2 separate regions of the Sus scrofa genome follow, and region 1 is linked to region 2. The links are chromatin contacts, called in public HiChIP or PLAC-seq maps. All regions are on one chromosome and are shown on one strand. Each heading gives the region's core, a stretch centred on a gene start, on an enhancer-like site or on the middle of the called end of the contact. The rest is flanking DNA. Distances are from core to core; before and after follow the strand shown. Region 1 holds the start of SEC14L1 (SEC14-like protein 1). Region 2 holds the start of LOC106504796 (basic proline-rich protein-like).

What was found. HiChIP or PLAC-seq counts read pairs in DNA pulled down with a chosen protein or histone mark.
Region 1: a contact with region 2 is called in an H3K27ac HiChIP or PLAC-seq map of alveolar macrophages. The contact joins the promoter of SEC14L1 here to the promoter of LOC106504796 in region 2. A contact is called at or near these places in 1 of 47 Hi-C or Micro-C datasets (liver) and 1 of 2 datasets of contacts at active chromatin or transcription factors (alveolar macrophages).

Annotation. Positions count from the first base shown.
Region 1 is chr12:4,487,300-4,490,978 of Sscrofa11.1, reverse strand. It overlaps SEC14L1 (SEC14-like protein 1), which reads left to right and starts at 1,901. Exons shown (of 20, transcript XM_005653864.3): 1 at 1,901-2,098.
Region 2 is chr12:4,309,533-4,313,248 of Sscrofa11.1, reverse strand. It overlaps LOC106504796 (basic proline-rich protein-like), which reads left to right and starts at 1,303. Exons shown (of 2, transcript XR_002336965.1): 1 at 1,303-1,405. All of the region lies in intron 3 of SEPT9 (septin-9), which reads left to right.

The DNA of each region.
Region 1 (3,679 bases), core at 652-3,151, 180 kb before region 2:
CAGCTAGTATCCACGGGGACGCAGGTTCGACCCCTGGCCTCGCTCAGCGGGTTACGGATCTGGTGTTGCGGTGAGCTGTGGTGTAGGTTGTAGAGACAGCTTGGATCCCGAGTTGCTGTGGCTGTGGTGTAGGCCGGCAACTGCAGCTCGGATTCAACCCCTGGCCTTGGGAACTTCCATACACCACAGGCGCAGTCCTAAAAAAAAAAAAAAAATCTTGTCTAGATCAGCGTCTTAAAAATATGTGTGGATGTTTATGTATTTCTAAATCATGCCCTCTTTTTCATTTTCAGTGCTGAATGTCAAATTTTTGTTTTGGTTTTTTTTATGCTGATGTAGTGACGGTGGGTATGAATTTTACAATTAGGATTTCTCAACAGTGCACTTTTAAGTGTGAAACAAATTTTAAATTGAAATAAACATACAGAAAAAAGCAAACACATCATAAGTGTATGGATTTGAGTTTCCCAGTATCTTTGTACTTTGATAAAGAATGTGTTTGTGGAGTTCCCGTCGTGGCGCAGTGGTTAACGAATCTGACTAGGAACCATGAGGTTGCAGGTTCGGTCCCTGCCCTTGCTCAGTGGGTTAACGATCCGGCGTTGCCGTGAGCTGTGGTGTAGGTTGCAGAGGCGGCTCGGATCCTGCGTTGCTGTGGCTCTGGCGTAGGCCGGTGGCTACAGCTCCGATTAGACCCCTAGCCTGGGAACCTCCATATGCCACGGGAGCGGCCCAAGAAATAGCAAAAAAGACAAAAAAAAAAAAAAAAAAGAATGTGTTTGTCAGGCGGTTTTTCCCATGGTCTATAGCTGGCTGATTATTTTCTCCTGGAATCATTTAACATGTTCCTCTGTTTTCCGTTTCGTATAAATTGGTGGATGCTTATCAGATTAGGTCAATTATTGGCAAGGCCATTTCATAGGTGCTGTTGTTCCCTGGGTTGTCACTTTCCGGAAGCATTTTCGAAGGTGGATGTGATTTTTACAAACAGGCAAAAGCCAGCGCTAGCTGAGTCTATAAGCAGAGTGAGTAATCAAGCTGGAAAATGATGGTGTGAGTTGAAAAACAAGGTGTGACCAAGTAAAGAACGATCTTCTTGTGTGACTGGTGAACTGGCCCTGAAGGAAATTCCAAAACAGTTCCACAACTGTGCTGTGCGGCGGCAGCGTCAAACGCACAGCCACCCAGGGTGACGAATTCGAACGGAACAACAGTGACATTGATGGAGAAACTGTCTGTTGGCTATAAAACCAGCCTCGCTGTGTGGGTGGACGTGCTGCTGGCCCTCTCCAGCGATTGGCTCCTCTTGAGAACCCCTGAACGTCTCAGTGTGTATCACACTTGTGCTTCAAAGTTGGGAGTTTTGCTGAAACGCCAGACCCACTTGGCTTCGCGCCCCCGCACAGCCTGGACGCGTAGACACGATGCCGATGGGTTCCACCCAGCCCCTCCCTAGTCCTGGCATTTGCCTCCTCTGCGTTACTCTGTGAGAATGTGGTCAGGGTACTGCCGAAGTCGGCGAAAATTGAGGAAGCGCGGGAGCCTGAGCCCTGGGCCTCAGCAAAGCCGGAAGCCCCTGCTATTTTGATTCTTCGCCAACTTCCCTGTTCCAGGTCTGCGCAGCTCTCGCGGGTCCCACTCGCAGCTCCTCTGGCGCCTCCGCCGCCTCCGCCGCTTTTCCCGCGAGCCCCGCCCCCGCCCCGCCCCATGATGCAAAACTGGGCGGGGCCAGGCGCCTTTGCCGGCTCCGAGCTCCCCCCACGCCCGCCCGCCTGGAGTTGGCGCCTGCGCAGCTCGGCTCGGCCCCGGTTGCCGCCCCTCCCCCTCCCTAGCAACCGGCTTCGCGCCCGCCTCCGTCTCTCGGCCGCTTCCGCGCACGCGCACCCCTTCCGGCCTCCGGGCCCCGCCCTCCCCGTCACCCGTAACAACCACTCGAGCCTCCCTGGGCCCCTCCCGCTCCCGCCCCCCCCCGGCCCACTCCCCGGAACCGGCGGCAGAGCTGCGGCCGCCGGCAGTGGAGCGGCGACGGAACCGCGGAGCCGCCGGCATGAGCGCCATCCGCCGCCCCGCGTCCCCGGCTCGGTCTTTCTGACAAGAGGTAGGCGCGCGTCTCCGCGGCGGGCTTCGAGCGCGCCCCCGGCCCGGCCCTCCCCCCCCGCCCCCGGCGGCGCGGGGCTCTCGCGGCCGTCTCCCCGCCGGGCCCGCCCTTCCCCAGCCCCCCGGATCTCCCCGGCTCACCCCGGATCCCCGGGCCCGGAGCCGACCCTTCTCCCCCCCACCCCTTCCGGCCCGCCGCCCCCGGCGCCACTCCTACCGTACGGGTCGACCCCTCCCCGCCCCCACCCGCCGATCTTCCCACCCGGGACCCTTCCCGCGGGAAGCGGAGTTTGGGGTCCCAGCCGGTGCCTGGCGCACCTCCCCGGATCGGCCGGGGCTGGGGGCCCGCGGAGCCGCCGCGCGGGACTCCCTGATCGAGCGGAGGGCCCGGCCGTCCCTCGAGCCTGCTCGGGGTGGACTCTCTGGGTCTGGCCATTGGCTCATTTTTAAGCACGATTGTCATGCAATAGAGGCTGCCCTGGTCCACGATGCCACTTTGCCGTTGTAACTCCAGAGTCCCACGTAGGACGTTTGGACCAGAGCATCCGAAGCTGGCAACTGGCAGGAGTTCAGAAGCTCGTGAATTAGCAGGTTCTTCGGCGTAGTGTCTCTTGGGTTCTGGCCGGCGGTGGAATCCGAATGGGAGTTACCGAGTCTTACGCGAGCATTCCTCTCTTTTTCCATTCTCCTCCGGTAGTTCCCCTCTCCTTCTGTGGAAGATACCCTAAAATTAATTTTCCTAATTAAAATTTTAAAAGGTTATTGAATCCCTGCTGCGCCCCAGCATTATCAGGTTGGCAAAACTAAATAGAACGAGGTCCCGGCGCACCGGGACCTGGCAGTCGCCGAATCAAGATTAATGACGGCATTCCAGTTGATTGTGGTGGATTCAGAATTTGGCTCTGAGTCTCACAATTTTAGAGCTGGAAGTCTTTCAACACTATCTCACCCCAAACCTCACTTTACAGAGGTGGCTCTGGGTCCAGGGGAAGTCAAGTGGCTGGCTTGAGGTCACGCAGAGTTAGGCGGCCGTTTTCAGGCTGCCAGAAAATAGCGCTTTTCCTCCAGAACCTGTCCGGTTCTGAGCCGTATGGCAGACATACCGGAGAACGTTCCAAACCTGTTTAGAAGTAGTGATACAGGTAGGAATCTTGTGAAATCAAATACATCTTCGTAATTTTTTCTTTTTTTTACAGCTAGACTTTGGGCTCCTCGAGGATATTCCATATTGTACTTTTGAATATCCTCTCACCATATTCAGCATAAAATAACATTCGTAATGATTATTCTCGGCAGGACAGGTGGGCCTTTTGGGTTTATTTTTATTCCTCCCTTTTAAATAGGGAAGTAAAGTCGGGTAGAGGACTCTGGATAAAAGTGTGTAGGCTGGGACCAGTGTGTGAGCGTGTAGCTGGCAGGAGGATTCCTGACGTGTGAAGTTAGCTGCTTGCTCACTAACATTACAAATACCTGAGGCTGGAGATTTCAGCCGAGCCCCTAAGCCAGAGGGCTCCAGGTCTCTGCCATTTGAAGATAGGGCCCTGACGTGGTAGTCTGCGCAGTTGGAATAATGGGCAGTGAC
Region 2 (3,716 bases), core at 54-2,553:
AAAAGTATACCGACGCCATTTGTTGAGTCCACAAATGTTTATTATCTTAAAAATAAAATACACACAGACATGAACACACATGTCCATCTGGGGCCTTTCTTCGCTGTGCCCCAGGCTTTATTCCCCACCCGCAAATATCTGAGAGTTCCTGGTCCCGAATCCTCTTATCCTGAGGGTCGGGGTGGCCCCGTGAGAGTGAGAGCCCCCTGCGCTGGGTCAGGTGCGGGCCGTGAAGCCTGGAGCAGGGGGTGCGGTGGGTCTGCCCGCTGCGGTGTAGCCAGATGGCTCTGTCCTGTGTGAGTAGAGGGCCAGTGCGGGTGGGCGCTCGGGGGCACGGGTCCCCAGGAACACATTTCAGGTGACCTCCCACCCCTGGCACGCGGCAGGCCGGGCTGCTGTTTGCTCCTCACGCCCGGTCCCCTGCTGGAAGAGGTGGCATCCACGATCGCACGCGTTGGAGCCCCTGGCTCGCGGGTCGGGCTGTCCCCAGGGCACGTGGGAGTGGGTGGGCTTGCCCAGGAGTGGACATAGGTGGTGATGGAGCAGCCGGGCTCCACTGAGAGTCCCGCTGCAGGGCAGCCTCTCATGGGTCCAGGGCTGGGGCCTGGGCTGGCCCTGCCCTGCTGACGGCGGGGGGTGGGGGGCGGCCCTGCCCGCTTGGGCCTGCTGACCAGCTGGCCTCCGGCACTGCCCACTCTGCCCCACTGAGGTCTCCAGATGCCCTGCCCAAAGCTCTCTCCTTCTCGGGGCTCCCTGAGCTGGCAGACTGCAGGTTCGGTTCTGGGTGGCCTCAGCTCAGCTGGGCCCTGGCCATCATTTGAGATCCATGGTCCTGCCTTCTGGACTGTGCTGTGGGACAGGCCGCGTGGGGCATGTGGACTGAGACGAGGCCCTTGTGGCTGGGGGGTTAGAAGCAGAAAGTTGACCAAGGAGACCACGGCGGGGTCATGGGGAAGGCTGGCTGTCACCTCCGAGGGAGCTAGGGGGTGGCCAGCCCCTCCCTGCCTCTGAGCCCCCCAGTGGCCTAGTTAGTGGGGGAGGTAACACCTGTAGTCGCTGATGTCACTGGTGACCCCAGGGCATGCCTGATTCCTGATGCGACCCCTGTGACTTCTGCCCTACACAGTCCAGCAGCCCAGCCCAGGAGGGGACTCTATTTTCACCCCCAGGATGGCCCCTCCTCCTTAGTTCCGGTCTAACGGGCAGGCCTTCCTGAGGCCCGGGGCTCCCTGCCAGCTCACCTGCTGACTAATGCCCAGCTGGTGCCTGATAGGAAGAGCAGGCTCGGTGAGGACCCAGGGCTCAGGTTACAGAGGCTTGAGACACCTCCTGAAACAGGGCCCTGCAGCCGCCGCCTCCACCATCTGCTTGGATTTCAGGCACCACCGCCCCAAGTCCCTGCGAGGTGAGTTAGGGCTGGGTGCCCCAGGACCTGGGCGCCGTGGTTTTCCGGAGTGGGGCGTGGCTGGGGAGGCTGCGATGGGGGGAGGAGGAGCTAGGCTGGCGGGGGAGGGACAGCCCCACTTCTTCCTGTGGTGGCCGTGGGGGTGGTGGCTGGCCACTCCCGCCTCTTTCTCTTTCGGGAGGGTGGCTGCAGGACGGCCGCGGGGATGAGCTGGTGCAGGGACGGGACCACAAATCCCTGTCCCAGCTCTGCGGGGAGGGGGTGGTTTATTTAGCGGCTCAGCAAGCAGGCTTTCTGTTCAGGAGAGAGGGCCTGGGTCAGCGAGTTGGAAACCGCGGATTTCCTTGATATTTAATTTAGCAGCAAGTTTGCCTCCGCCCAAGTCCTCGCACCTTACCTGTGCTTGTTCCGGGCAGGTGGTTGTGCTCTGCTCTCTGCAGGTGGCAGGGTCCCCTGGCCCGTGGTCTTAGTGCCTGGGCCCCTGGCCCCCATGTTGAACGGACGCTCCACCTGAGCCTTCGAGCCCGGCCAGACCTCAGGCTCTGGGGCGGGTGATACTGTTTGGACCCAGAAGGTCCGAGAACGTTGAGATGTGCAGCCACCCAGATGAGGCTTGGTGGGGCTGAGGCCCCTTCCCGTGGCGTGGCCCGTGGGGCCTTGGGTGGGCCCTCTTGCTGGCCCTTCCTTCCTCCTGCCTGTCCAGACTCCTCTCTTGGTGCCCCTCCCTCGCCCCTGGGCTGACCAGACGCTGCGGGCATCTTCCCTTCCGGAGGGGACTCGGCACTGGGGGAGTCTCCAGTCCAGATCCCTGTGGGGGCACCTGGGGAAATCCTTGTCTCAGGCTGAGTACTTGATGATAACGAGCCCACCAGGGTCAGGCTAGCTTCTGGACACTCATCCCATTTTCCAGGTGAGGACGTCGAGGCACTGGGAGCTCCCGTCAGTTGCCTGAGGCCCCACAGTTGGTGGCAGTTTGTATGTGAACTGTGTGTGTGGCGCTCGCCTGCACTGTGCCCAGGGCTGGGGCCCGGGGCCTGGGCTGCATCCCTGCCCCGGAGCTTAGGCTGGAATGGGGGGGAGCCCAAGGTGCCGTGGAAAGATGAGACGGAAGAAAGGTCCAGTTGGGAAGGAGCGGCCCGGTGTTTCTCCTCTTCTCCCAGCCGCTCAGCTGCCCTGGTGTTTGGAACAAGATGGTGCTGGTCTGGGATGAGTGGGAACAGATTGGAAGTCCTGTTTCTTCCCCATCACAGCTGCCACCAGCCCAGCCCAGCCCAGCTCAGCCCAGCCCAGCCCAGCCCACACAGCCCACCCAGCCCAGCCCCCCCAGCCCAGCCCAGCCCAGCCCAGCCCACACAGCCCACCCAGCCCAGCCCAGCCCAGCCCAGCCCACACAGCCCAGCCCAGCCCAGCTCAGCCCAGCCCAGCCCAGCCCACACAGCCCACCCAGCCCAGCCCTCCCCAGCCCAGCCCAGCCTGTCTGTCTCATCTCCCTCCTCTATTCTGTCTCCCTAGACCAGCTGGGAGGACCAGCAGTTGGGAGAACCTGCAGGAGATGCTCTGGCCGCCGGGCGGGGCTGGGGTCGGGGTGCCTTCTTGGTTGGGAAGGGGCTGAAGTAAGCCCTCCCTGTTTGTGGTCTCCTGGGTGGCAGAGGAAGAGGGGGAGACCCTGGGCCGTGGCCCCTGCCTGCGGGGTTTGCTCCCTGGCCCTGGAGCCGGTCCCCGCGGGCCCCAGAGCCTGCTGTCCTTGTGCAGAGCATCTGCAGGCTCGCCCCAGGCTCTCCATCTCTCTCTGGAGCTTGGAGTGGTTCCTCCATCTGCCCGATTGTGCGGAGCCAGGCGCTGTGATGGGCAGGCGAGGGATGGTTGGACGTGGGCTTCTCTCCCTGGGGGCTTCCTCTCCCTCGGCGCACGAGGGTGCAGGTCGGACGTAGGTGAGCCTTCCTCCCGGGGTTGGCTGGGCTCTTGCTGGCCATTACCTTGGTCAGCCCAGGCCTTGCCTGCACTTGCTGGACGCCAAGGGCCGCCGGACATCAGAGAGAGCCAGGTGGAGAAGAGTCGGGGACATGGCATCTTCACACTTGTCGGCACTGCCTTGGGGCCAGGCAGAGCGGCCAGGACAGTAGTGGCCACCAAGTGGCTTTCTGGAAGGTCAACCCATCAGCACGGTGCTGGGGACGGGGAGGGACACTTCTGTCCCCAGTTCCCCTCGTTTCTGGTCTGGGCCTCGAGAACAGGCCCCCACATTTTGCCTGGACTCCCGAGTTGGGGCAGTTGGAGTGAGAGCAGGGGCCTGGAGGGGCCAGAGGACCTT